Regions from separate parts of the Mus musculus genome. Here region 2 is linked to region 1. Evidence: chromatin contacts called from public Hi-C data. All regions are on one chromosome and are shown on one strand. Each heading gives the region's core, a stretch centred on a gene start, on an enhancer-like site or on the middle of the called end of the contact. The rest is flanking DNA. Distances are from core to core; before and after follow the strand shown. Region 1 has its middle 13 kb from the start of Gm35388. Region 2 overlaps Lcp1 (lymphocyte cytosolic protein 1).

The links. Hi-C and Micro-C count contacts between places; a contact is called where the count stands out from the background.
Region 2: a contact with region 1 is called in a Hi-C map of pre-B cells, with 9 times the contacts expected there. The contact joins two enhancer-like sites.

The regions. Positions count from the first base shown.
Region 1 is chr14:73,112,815-73,119,690 of GRCm38.p6, forward strand. No RefSeq gene overlaps it. Among named protein-coding and RNA genes, the nearest start is that of Gm35388, 13 kb to the left of the region's middle. Within about 2 kb of position 4,332, at least 152 of the 459 cell types and tissues checked have an H3K27ac peak or open chromatin away from gene starts, as enhancers often do. A contact at or near this core is called in pre-B cells, where this site is marked.
Region 2 is chr14:75,176,079-75,182,954 of GRCm38.p6, forward strand. It overlaps Lcp1 (lymphocyte cytosolic protein 1), which reads left to right. Exons shown (of 17, transcript NM_008879.4): 2 at 737-855. Among named protein-coding and RNA genes, the nearest start is that of Gm15628, 42 kb to the left of the region's middle. Within about 2 kb of position 2,948, at least 161 of the 459 cell types and tissues checked have an H3K27ac peak or open chromatin away from gene starts, as enhancers often do. A contact at or near this core is called in pre-B cells, where this site is marked.

The DNA of each region.
Region 1 (6,876 bases), core at 3,082-5,581:
TCTCTGTTGTTCTCTTTCTCTGTCTGTCTGTCTGTGTGTGTCTATCTGTCTCTCTCTTCTCTCTCTCTCTGTCTCTCTGTGTCTCTCTGTCTCTCCCCCCTCTCTCTCTCACACACATACACACACACACTAAACATTCCCTCCATGAAGCCAATATTACTCTGATACTAAAAACAGACAGATAGATACATAATAAAAAGGGAAACTGCAGATCTCTCTCTCTCTCTCTCTCTGATGAACATAGGCACAAAAATTTTCAGCACAGTATTTGCAAACATAGTCAAAGAGTACATGAAGAGAGTCGCATAACACAACCAAGGTAGTTTCCTCCCAAGGATGGGAGGGTGGTTGTTGGTTCAATGTACAGCAAATACAAGTCAATATGTATGCCGTAACAGATAGACATAAGTGCAGAAATCACATGGTTATCTCAATACGTGTAGAAAACATAGTTCAACATGGCTTCACAACAGAAGTCATGGAGAAATTAGGACTAGACAGACCTCGAAATAATAAAACAATAATAATAACAAATCTGTAGCCAGCACATAAAATTGGGGGGGAGGGGGATCGAGAGAATTTTCTCTAAAAATCTGGAATTAAACAATTAATCCCCCTTTTCCACACTTGCTCTTTTGTTATTCATTTAGGGCTCAGTCTTAGCTAGAGCCACAAGACAAGCAGGCCATATAAAAGGTTTACAAATAGGAAAAGGAGTCAAGTTATCCCCACTTGCAGTCAAAACGATGCTATACTTAAAAGATGCTGCAGACTCTACCAGAAGACTTTCATATGCTAATGCTAACAAACACATCCAATAAAGTTGGGGGATATGAGAACAATATACAAAAATCAGCAGCTTTTTATATACCAATAACAAATTTGCTCAGAAAAAAAAAATAGGAAAACTATCCTATTCTCAATAGCTTCCTTTAACAGTACCCAGGAACAAAGTGAAGGCAATAAAAGACTTTTGTGAGGTAAGCTTTTAAGATCTATTTTTGGGCTGTAAGAAAGCTTAGGAAGTAAAAGTGTATAATTACACACACACACACACACACACACACACACACACACACACATACACACACACACGCACGCACTGTAAATACCTGTGGCGGTCCCAAGGACAACCTCAGATTTCATTCATTGCCTTCCTTGTTTCTGACAGGATCTTTGTTGTACAGTACTGTCTACACACCATACTAGCCAGCCTACAAGCTTTCAGGAATTCTCATGTGTCTGCGTCTATCTTGCCATGGAATTACATGGGATTACAGACACATTCTTCAGTGTCTAGTTTACACGTGTTCTAAGGATTTGAACTCATGTCCTCAAGCATGAATAGCAAGGGCTTTACCCACTGTGCTGGGCTAGCTTCATGTCAACTTGACACAAACCAGAGTTAGCTGAAAGAAGAGAACCTTAATTGAAAAAAAATGCCTCTATAGGATCTGACGGTAAGGCATTTTTTAAAATGGGTGATTGATGGGGGAAGGCCCAGTCTATTATAGGTGGAGCCATTCCTGGGCTAGTGGTCCTGTGTTCTATATGAAAGCAGGCCTAGCAAGCCATGGGGAGCAATCCAATGAGCAGCATCCCTCCATGGCCTCTGCATCAGCTCCTGCCTACAGAATCCTGACCTGTTTGAGCTCCTGTCCTAACTTCCTTCAGAGAGTACCATGTAGAAGTGGGAGCCAAATGAGCCCTTTCCTCCTCAGCTTGCTTTCAGCCATGGTGTTCCATCACAGCAACAGAAGTCCTAACTAGGACTCCCCCTGAGCCAACCATCTCTGGAGCCTGATGATTATGTCTTGCTAAGCACAGCCACCTCTTCTATATTTGTGCGTAAGCACAAATCCTGCAACTTACAACATGATTGGACTGCTACAATTTGCATTTTGTAGCCCTTTTCTGTCACTGGGAGAATATAAAGTCAACATTACTGGCAGATAATAGAACAATAGGCAAACCAATGTGAGACATACTATATCTCATAGCCACGGAGGCTAGCCATGAAAAGCCTGCTTGCTCTAGTTCTTGGAGGAAGGAATATTTTAGGGGCTTTCTTTGTGTCCATTGAACTATTTCTTTCAGTCTTCGCAGAAATCATGAGAGCGGATATCTTTTTTTAATTTATTTATTGTTATATGTATCTACACTATAGCTGTCTTCAGACACACCAGAAGAGGGAGTCAGATCTCATTACAGATGGTTGTGAGCCACCATGTGGTTGCTGGGATTTGAACTCAGGGCCTTCGGAAGAGCAGTCAGTGCTCTTAACCACTGAGCCATCTCACCAGCCCTGAGGGCGGATATTTTTATTCAGATTTTACAGATAGGGACAGAACACTGTGGTGCAGAAACTCAGAAGTACAGGGTCCTGAACATGGTTGCACCACCAGCAAGGGCTGTCTCACACCCGAGCTGTGGTTTTTCACTCTCCCAGACTAATAACTAAAAGATACCCACAATGCTAACTAAGTTCTTCCACCATCCACAGTCCTCAAGCCAAATGGTCCAGCATTCAGGCATGGCCACTGAACCTTGACTGGGAGCAAAGGGAAGTTTCTCTGCAGAACCTAGCACAATGTTTTCCTCGTCCTTTCTAAGATACCCCAGTGCTGCTGTCGCTGATCCAGACAGCTCATCCACTTGTTGTCTACCAACAGCATCATCATGACCTTTACAGGCAAACACCAGAGCTGAGGGAGTTTGCAGAAAAGTTATCTTAGAAATGCTTTAGGGCTGCAAAGATAGTTCAGTTGATAAAGTGCTTGCCTTGCAAACATGAGAATCTGAGTTCAATCAACCTCCCTCCCCAGGACCCACGTAAAACTCCAGTGCATGATGGTGTGGGTTTAATCCCAGCCATGGGAAGGAAGAAATGGACACATTCCAGGGGTTTGTTGGCTAGCCAGCCTGAAGGACTTGTTAAGTTCCTGGCCAGTGAGAGACCTTATGTCATTTTTAAAGAGAAAGGAAACAAAAGCAAAATAAGGTGAGTTGGGTATGGTTGGCACACACCCTTAATCCCAGCATTTGGAAGGCAGAGGTAGGTGGATCTCTGAGTTCCAAGCCAGGCTGATCTACAGATGAGTTTCGGGACAACCAGAGCTATACAGAGAAACCTGTCTCAAAAACAAAACAAAATAATAACAAAAACGGCAAAAATTTTAAAAAATTTAAAATTTAAAATAAACCTAAGGTGAGCAGCTGCCTGAGAACTAGTGGAAGCGTGACAGGTTTTCTGGTCTTCACATGCATGCATGCACATAAACTTGTACCTGCCACACACACACACACACACACACACACACGCACACGCACACACACACGCACACGCACACGCACACGCACACACACACATCTATGCATACACATGAAGAAAAGAAAATACTTTAAAAATCCCTTCTATATAAACACCGTTGGGGCTGGGGACCATATTTGAGCCACTACAAGAGAGACATAGTTGCATAAATGCCTATAATCTCAGCACTTAGGAGGCTGGGGCAGGATGTCTCCTGAGAGGCTCTGCCAGAGCAGATGTTTGCAGCCAACCATCAGACTAAGCACGGAGACCCCAATGGAGGATTAGGGGAAGGACTGAAGGAGCTGAAGGGGTTTGCAGCCCCATAGGAAGAACAACAATATTAACCAACCAGACACCCCCCCCAGCCCCCAAGATCTCCCAGGGACTAAACCACCAACCAAAGAATACACATGATGGGGCTCATGGCTCCAGCTGCATAAGTAGCAGAGGAAGGCCTTATCTTACATCGATGGGAGGGGAAGCCCTTGGTCCTGTGCAGGCTTAATGCCCTAGCATAAGGGGATGCTAGGGTGATGAAGTGGGAGTGGGTGGGTGAGCACCCTCATAGAAACAGGGGGACGGGGAGGGGATAGGGGGGTTTACAGAGGGGAAACCAGGAAGGGGGATAACATTTGAAATGTATATAAGTAAAATAACCAATTTTTTTTTTGTTTTTTACAAAAAGAAAGCTTAAGGCCAGTCTGGGCCATAAAGGAAACCCTGTCTAAAATGAAAATAAATTGAGAGAGATGAGGGAAAGAGGGAGAGAAGGGAAGACAGATAGAGGGAGAAGGAAGGGGAGATGGGAGCAGAGAAAAGCTTTTTAAAAGGTAGAGTCACAGAGAACAGTCCAGCATTTGCTCCCTTCCTGCAGTCATGTGTCTGAGCACTGATACTCCTCACTTGCGTGCCAGGGAGCTGCTTCAAAAATGAAACCAGAAGACTCTTAGCCTGCAGGTGGCTCTGGTAGCCAGAAACAGATGTACGTTCTACAAGGACAGAGAAGTAGGGCAGCATATTTTTTTTTCCAAAACAAAGACTGAGGAAACCACAGCTGCAGTTGGTGGGCAGGCGGCATCCTGGTTCTGAGTTTGCAGCGCCCGAAGGAGGAGTTTTGAGGCCAGAGGAGAGGCGGGGTCACCCAGGAGCCCCCGCATTGTCAAGATTTCAGAGACGTTTCTCAAAGATAAGCGCATTATTATTTTTTTCTAAAAGGAAATACATAAAACTTGGGGTTGAAATTAAAGACTAATGTTTTCTCCCACAATCACATTAATCTCTCTCTCTCTCTCTCTCTCTCTCTCTCTCTCTCTCTCTCTCTCTCTCTCTCAAAGTTGAAAATAAAGAACCATGGTGTTTTGATCTCTGTGCTGTATGCAATGGCAGACATATGCTGGCAAGTTTAAGATGCCTTTTCAGCTACAAATATTAATCACATAGCCGCCTGGCCATGATGGTGCTGGTCTGACGTTCCATAGCCTGGGAGGCTGAAACAGCAGGAATATAAATTCAAGGCCACCTGGATACAGAGCAGGTTACAGGGCAGCCTGAAGCACAAGAAACCTATCCCATTTTGGTGATATCTGCCTCACAGGAAACATAGAGAATTATGCCTTTATTATCTTGCCTTGTCCTGTGAGACAATAAATCCCATTCTCCAAAGACTTACACACATTGGATCCCTACTGCCTCCTTGTGGAATCCCATCAGATGTCCCTGGCTTTTCTAGATTGTCAGATCCCAAGATGGAAGCAGGAATCTGAACCCTGGGCTCCAGGCTTTGTCTGCCAGCACGTTGGAAAAGCAGGGAGCCAGATCCCAGCCCAGACTTCACAAATCCGAACGCTGCATTTATGAACCCCTAGTCTTCACTGTCCTGATGGATTTGAGATAGGTCACCAACTTGTATGAATTAGGGCAGAGTCAGAGTGAGTCTTGGGGCTCTTGTCCTCTTTTGTGAAATGAGGGCATATTGGAGTTCATAGGCTAAAATCAAGGTGTCTGCAGGGCCAGAAAGCCCTGGAAGATAGTGTGTTTTCTTGCCTGCATTTCAGAATCAGCAAAGGCCAGTCATGTGTTCACTCCATGTCACTCCACCCTAACCTCCTCCCTTCAGGCTGTTTTCTGTTGGTATGAACACCCATGAATTTGATTTGAAAAGAGAGGATTCATCTAGGTTTTTCAGTTCTGGGCGCTGCAAATCGAAAATCAGGGAGCCACATCTGGAGAGGCCTGTGCCCTTTTGGTAAGCCAGCCATGATGACACGCATCTCTAGCTGAGAGACCTTTGTGTATAAATCCATTGTAGTTGCTAAATCACAGCCTCATTATGTAGTTCTAGAATCCACCGATGCCATGTATCTGAATTCTCTCTTATGGATCACCTCATATGACCATCTACCGTCTGTTCATTTACTCGTTCGTCCACTCTGTGGTGATTAATCTTCATTGTCATTTCAGCTGGACTTAGAACCACCTACCACTAGACATGTCTATGAGGATGTTTCCAGAACAGGTTGACTGAAGAGGGAGGACCCAGCCCCACTGAGTGGTACTGTTTAATTGGCTCAGGTCCCAGATTGAATAAAGGAGAAGGCGGTCTGAGAGACAGGAATTCTCTCCTCTTTGCTTCCTAACTGCAGAAGCGATGTGGGAGGGGCTGCCTCATGCTCCTCCCACCACGGTACCACGGAGAGAAGGACAGGTACCCTCAAACTTTGAGCTGTGGTAAACACTTACTTACTTAAGGAGATTCTGCCAGTTATTTTGACACAGCAACAGGAACCGTGCACACTCCTTCAGTGAATACTGCACTTCCACCATGTACATAGTCCTGGCGATGCAGTAAGGACTGTGGCCCTGCATCTTAACAGATTCCTAAGCAAACTGAGATGCTGGGGGTCTCTGGGAAGCTGGGATGCTGGGGGGTCTCTGAGAGTCTCAGGGAAGCCTACCAGGCCTGCGTTGCCCAAGCTTCGCTTCCACCCCGCTGCATCAGCGTTTCCTGTTTCACAGTTGGTACCTTTCTAGTGCCTGACACACAGGAAACCCTTAGGTAAGGGAACACAATAGTCTGTAAGTGTCTGAAGCCGGAGACAAGCCCTTTTCCAGCTCATCTTCCAGAGCTGGCCTCCAGCATCTTTCCTCTCTTGGGTCATAAACAGATGCCCCTCCTCCACCCCTATCAGTCAACTGCCTCTGCTTTTTCTCTATTTGCAAGCCTTGTCTGTTGCTGTTGACGCTATTTCTATAACCTCTTTGACCTCTCTCTTCTGCCTTTTTTTTTCTTTTTCCTGATCACAGTAGTTGTATTCTTCAAACCACAGTGGGGCTCCCTCACCTGGGAAACTCTGTTTGCCAAAGGGAGATGAGAACGTACCCCTTGCACGCTGTGCCCTCTCCTCCCCCACCCCAGCCCTGCTCCCTACCCCTATGTCCTCAGCTCAGGGCAATAACCAATACCGAGCCCCCTCATGCAGCTCTGCAAAGGACCCGAAGCTGCTTAAATTAGCTGTCTCTGCACTTACTTTCAACATCTAATAACACCTGGCATTTTCCAGAGC
Region 2 (6,876 bases), core at 1,698-4,197, 2.1 Mb after region 1:
TTGTTGGGAGCGTGAGGACTCCAGGAAATGGGTGGATGACTGTTGTCTGAAGGGATCCAGCCTGTTGGAAGGACTGACCGCTTCCTGAAGGATTCACTACTCTTCTTTACAGGAAATGTTTAAATAATTGAACTCTCTAATTGGGTTAAAGAGATCCTGAACACGTGGGTGTTCTATAAGTAAAGGAATGAGTAAATAATATAGTAACCTTTCTCTATGGGCCCTGTGCTTAGAGAGATCGTTTTGTTTCGTTTATACAGATATGATCATCATTGAGAGAGTGGGAGAGGGATTGGTTTCAAATGGGGTGAGAGAGAGAGGGAGGTGGGATAGGCATGTTCGCCCATGAAAATCCCTTACAGTTTGTACATCACACCTCTTCCTTTGTTGTTTCACTGGAGATGAAGAATTTGTTTTTTCCCAGATGAAAGTATGTAGGCTCCTGGGTTTTGCTTTAAGCAACTAGAGTCAGACAAAAGAGTTCAGCCAGGAAGCTGACCTTCGCTCCCTATCTGTGATCAGAAGGGCTTAAGTAGCCCAGGGCCTGCAGAGAGAGACCCAGGGTGGGAAGCAGAATGCTCCTAGAGAGGAGGAAGTGGAAGGTGGCTTCTAGATTTCACTGTGACCTGTTGTCAGGTGATTTTCAGGGGGAGGAGACATTAAAAAAAATGTTGAGTAAAATGTCCTTATAAAGACAAAATCTATTTCTTTCCTGCCTGGTGATTTGCCACTGCAGTTACTTCCTGCCTTGTGACCACACAGCCCTGCTTGACAAGGCTGCTCTGTAGATCTGAAGGACTGGGGTTTCTGACCACACAGCAGTGCTGCTGACACAGAGGACAGTTTCTCTACCAGGTAAACGTGTTTCTCGTCCCTTTGCTCGCTGGAAGTGTTTGGGACCTGGCTGGGGCTCTGCTGCTGGGTGCTGTGGGTTTTGTCTAGAAGGGGCTAAGCACCTGTCTTCTCAGCCCTGTGTGTCTTGCCTCCCTCTAACAGAGACCAGCAGCCACCTGGGGTGGCTGGGGGTGTGGGGGGTGTGGTGGGGGGAAATATGGGGGGGGAGTTTTTTGGCTTAGTTCTTGCCAAGTTCTCTGCATTTATCATCCCCCACCCCAAAACCTGAGTTACTTTTCCCCATCTTTAAAGCCAAGCCATGTTTTGATACCTGTCAGTTGGACTATTTTAGGAAGGCTATTTACTCTCATTTGGTCAACTTTAAGATGTTTTCGGGAAAGAGCGTATTGATCATTTAGACTGTGCTGCTAGTAATTCTAATGGAGGTGGTTTAATTTTAGCTTCTGTGGTTGTTTTTCCTTTTTTTTTTAAATCTTCCTTAGAGTCAGTTGGTGGATATGTTAACATCTTAGGTCGTATGTTACCAAGGGTGGCCTGGCAGTGTGAGTGATTTTTGACAATGAGGTTTTTAATGCCCATGTTTTCTGACTACACAAAATATGAGAGGTCTTCTCCATTCAGTCTCCAAAAAACAAGAGCAATTGTGTTGCTGGCTTCTGCTACTTCTTGTAGGGCTGTCTGGATTATTTGTTAAGGCTGAAGGCCATGCAAATGAATGTCTCTACATTTTGGAGGAAAGGTCCTGTCTACACAGGGAATTCTTTTAAGCGACTGAAGCATATAGCCTCGAAGTATTGTACCATCTCTCAGCTTGTATTCATTTAGAACTGTCAGTCAAGCCCAGGACTGATGTTACATATACACTGTCCTGCACACATGGTGAAAACCTGTGTTTCTAACTGTTGGAAACCACTCTAGCAGGACAACTTAAAACCAAAATCAGAAGCAAGACAAACAAACAAACAAACAACAACAACAACAAAAAACCAAAACAAGAAAAAGAAAAAAAAAGTGATGACTTGTCAACACACACCTTGAGGTCAAATTTACCAAGAATTTACTGTAATTGGCTTCTATTAAATGAACTTTTTAAAAAAGGATGTCTGCATAGCTAAATTTAAATGGAATTCACCACTTTTTTCTATGAAGAGTGAATTTCTGGAAGTTTTGGTGTCTGGCCATTAATCTTTCTTTACTTGCAGTACTCATCTGCCTGGCTGGTTTCAAGGCAAAAAGTAAAACTAACCCAAAAAACAGTGGGGTCTCCGGAGGAGAGGCTTAAGGTCCAGAAAATACTAGGGGGAAAAAAAACGTACTCCAAAGATTTTCATCAGAGATAGTAATAAGAATGTAATTTAAAAAAAAATGCTGTGAAGGCTTGTCAACATTTCCCCCTTACATTTGGGAAGGAATAACACTGAATATGGCAGAGTTAGTGCCAACCACGTTTGGCTTGCTGAAGCATCCACCTGCCATGCCTGCCTACAGAGCACAGCGTCTTACTCATGGTAGCAGCACGAGGGAGGGAGGGCTCTTCCGGACCTCAGGTTCTACGGTGGCAGTTTGCAGTGGTCTCTGATGACATTTCGTTAGCAGTCCCTGTCTGGCAGGAGTGTTTTAAACTTCGTCTCCTTTGTATGTTGTACCTTGCAACAGTCAGGACTGTTAGATTAAAAAGGATCCCAGTGTTTTAACCTGATTGATACTTCTACCTCAGAACCGTTTGGAGAAGGGTGGCCCGCGCGTGTGTTTAAACTAGAACAGGAAGGGGACCTGTGCAGGGCCTCAGAGATGCGCATGCTCAGGCCGCTCAAATGTAGAACCCTGTACTGTATCGACCTGGGGGGCGGAGGGGGGGGGCGGAGTGGTAAGAAGGAAAATGTTAGTGTGTATTCTGGCTGTGCACGTCCAACTCTTTTTTTTTAGAATGTTTCATCTGAACTTAATCGAGTTTGTGGATATGGAATGTGTAAAGCTGGAGAGCCGACTGCCACCAATGCGGTTACTTTTAAGTGCTTAGTTTGTGTAACCACATGACTTCCTGGAATCCTCTCCAGTGCCTTGAGCTATCGGGAGTGAGCTGAAGTTACCTAAGGTCCAAGGGCACAAGGGTCAGGGTGGGGCAGGAGTTGGTCTGGATTTCGGGTGCCCCGGGACTGTGCTGGCTGCAGGGTCCGCCTTCCGTGGAGCATGCTGGGAGAAGCTATCATCCTGGAGACACATCGAAAAGCCTAATGTGTGTGTGTGTGTGTGTGTGTGTGTGTGTGTGTGAAGGAGAAGAGAGAGAGCAGAGACAGAGAGAGTGTGTGTGTACAGGTGTTCAAGACAGAGAAAGGAAAAAAATCGCCAGACACCCCAAAGGAGTTTGATATTCATAAATAGGTTCCTTGGCACATTTCATGTAACGGTGGGATGATTCATTAACAGTTTTGCTAAGAATTTTTGGTGCCTTCACGCATTTGCCTCAGCCCACTTCCTCAGCCTTCTTTCATGCCACTTCCTTCTTGTTGAACCTCTCCCCTCCCCCTCCCACGTCTTACCAACCCACGTTCTGGTTCTGGGCGCCGCGCTAGACCGCAAGCCACCAGAAAGTTCCATGCTGTTTCACTCTTTCTCGCTGTTTCTTCAATGATCTTCCCCCTGAATTGTCTGACTTTTCAAGGGCCTCTTGGAAAGGCAGGTCCTCAGCTTGCTTCCTCCACTGACTGAAGTTTGCCTAAGGCTTTGCCTTCAGGTCAGCGTTGCATCTTCTTAATATTTTCCCCCCTGTCCTGTCGCACATATAGAGCGGAGTTCCCTCTCTCCGCCGGCGCACAGGGCTGCTGAAGATATTGACTGGAATGAATAGTTGTCACTTTTTTTTTTTTTTTTAATGAATTCGTTACATAACAGGAAGGCCTCCGATTTCACTTCCTACTTTCATGCTCCCTGAGTCCTTGTGGCGACTGCTCTGAGGGGACACGTGGCAGTCATTGTCCTCAGAGCTTGCTCCCCTCCTTTTCCAAGGCTCCAGTCTTCATTTGAGCCTCACAGCGCCAAATGGACAACGGCTTCGGGAAATATAAGAAATGATACGGTAACTGTAGACTTCAGAAATAAATGACACCAGTCCATCATTGTATTTTAAATGCAGTTACAGGCATACTACCCAGCAATCCTTACATAAGCTGAATTCCCCAGATAGGCCTTTGTTTATGAAGTGAACGCAAGTACACATGTTAGGAACATTACTTAATCACTCTGTATTCTTAGAAAATTCTCAAGTCGCCTTTTCCTTTTTTTTTTTTTTTTTTCACCTGAGGACTGCAGGCCCCTCTGCACATATAGGGGATGTACCAATCAAATCTCAAAATAAAGCTAAATCAGAAAATTAAGAGATTTCCTCATTTAGCTCATGTTTGAGAAGAGCTGAAAAGCTTTATAAAGTCATTGGACTTTATGACTAATGGTAGATGTTATAGCAGGATGATACTGTTTAGATTAATGTAAATTTTCTCCCCGGGAATTTTTTTTGATAGGGGGGTGGAGGGGGGGTGTTTCCCACTTCACAGATACCCAGTGAAATAAGATGACTCAGTTCGTGTACTGAGCAACGCAAAAATAAAAGTCGAATTTAGAGTCCATCAAAATATATAACTGATTTGTCAGCCGACTCTGCTAGCTGCAAGGGTTCCTGTTTTGCTAGATGACAGTGCACTTCTAACATCAAAACACTGAAGGTTTTCTGAAGTGCTGAGACACTGCCTCCTGACCAGGTCTCCATCACCTAGGGGAATCTTGCTCTAGCTGTTGAAGTGGAGGTGCTCCCAGACAGACAGACGGACGGACGGCATCTCCTGCTGTTTTCCTCAGCTTCCTTCTGACTCAGCTTCCGGTCTTCACCACTCACTCTTCCTGTTGTTTTCTGTGTGTCAATTTCCATCATTGCATTCGTCTTCCCATCAGTTTCACAATGGCCCCATCTCGTAAGATATTGCAAGCCCCATTGGGGGAGGGGCGGTGAGGAAGAATTTCAGTTATCACCCTAATAATAACAACAGCTAATGCACCCACCCTCTCTTGGAATTGAGCTTTTCGCAATCCCACCAGGTGAATACTGGCATATTTGACAACAGGTTTATTCACTCGTGTATGTGATTTTTTTTTTTAAATTTTCGAAGACTGAATGAGTGCTCTATCAATGGTTGGAATCCAGAGAAAGCCCTAGAACAAACAACAAACTATAGTGTGTGCGTGTCTAACATCTGAAGTAGAGCTTAGATGGTTGAAACTTCCCCTGAAGTGCAGCCATGGTGTGATGGCTTTTATTAGAGACTCTTCTGTCATCACCACACGAGCTCTGTCCTGTGCATGTGATTGTATTTGGTGTGTACAGTGAATGTACAGACCCACACAACATGATCTTTCCCTTTAAAATCTTGGAATAGTTCTTAGTCTTAGGCATTAAGAATGACTTCAGTCGAGTGGCCTTCACATTTTTAGTGTGCTGTGACTGACAGTCAGGAATAAATTAATTTGTACACCTGAGTACATACACCTACAATTATACAGTAATTGCCAGATATAATTGTAAAAAAGACTTTTTACAAATGAAAGGATGCTTTAGCTGTGAATGGGAGGACAGAAGTTGGAAGCGACCCAGGTAGTGAGTTAAAATAGGTTTTCCTCAGCTTCAGAGCCCGGGTCTATGTCAGTCCTATTTACAAGATGTACAAAGGCCATTTCTCAAATATGGCCAGCCCTACCTCCCCCGGAAGGAAAAGCTAAGATGTTAAATTGAGGAACTAGCAAAGCCACGGCTCTGTGGTTGCAGCATTGATTCTTAGTTTAGCACAAGCTAAATGGACCCCTACCTACCCTTCTCTTCACACACACACACACACACACACACACACACACACACACACACACACACGCACACACACACATACACACACACATTAGTAACTGAACTCAAGTGGACATCAGAGGTTACATCCTCCACAGTGGAAGGCTGGGGCACCAGATCTGGTACCAGGCTAGTTACATACATGAATTGTAGTCTCCCAGATAATTTGCTCTCATTTTTATTCTGCTTATACTTTACAGAGGGAACTTGCCTGATGAGATAATTACCTCGTATTTAATAACCTGCTTTCTGGTTCCTTATTCTTATAAATTCATTAAGATTTATCCAAGGCATATCTCTGAATCAATGAGGTAGAGAACTACCTAAAATTATTTGTGCAATATCTGCTTATTGCCCTAAGTGCCATTGCTCAGGCAGAATTTTGATTAGCATAAGTTCATTGTCCTCTTTATTGCAAGTGAGCATTCTACAACGTGGGTCCTTTTAGCTCCTAGACAGCACAAGCTCACAGCAGCTGAAGTGCCTGACTGAAGTATCTGAATCTCAAATGCTCTGAAAGTCAAAACTTTTGAATGCTGATATAGTTCTCAGGAACTTTCAGACTCTGGAATGTTTCAGATTTCAGGTTGTTTTTGGATAGATGTCTTGCAAATATCTGCAGAAGTCTGAAGCACTCCTGGTCCCAAGTGTTTTGGTTGAGGAGTGTGGAATCGGTATTTCTATCACTTCTATTTGTGTTGTGACTGAATAACCGACAAGAGGCACTTTAGGGTGGAGCAGTCTGTTTTGAGTCACCCTTTAGAGGTTACTATCTCTCTGGGCAGGGAAGGATTGGTTACTGAAACTGTTGTAATAGCGGTTCTGGGAACGTGAAGATTGACTTGTTCACATCTAGATCTAGGTAGGCTGGACCAGGGCCAAAAGCAGGTACCACCTTCAGCTAGCCAGGTCAGTGACCCAAAGCTTGCACATTATCAGGAGTCCAGCTGCTCACACTCAAACATCTCAGACTCAAATCCTAACAGTCGCCTTTGCCCAAGGAAGGACAAGGGTGATAGAAATTGCTTATGGAGAGCTTGAGGTCGCAGGTACTGAGAAAAAGTACCTGGGGGAAAAGGCAGGGGTGCGGCTCTCCAGTGCTGAGCAGCCTTCATCATCTTAAAGCTATGAAT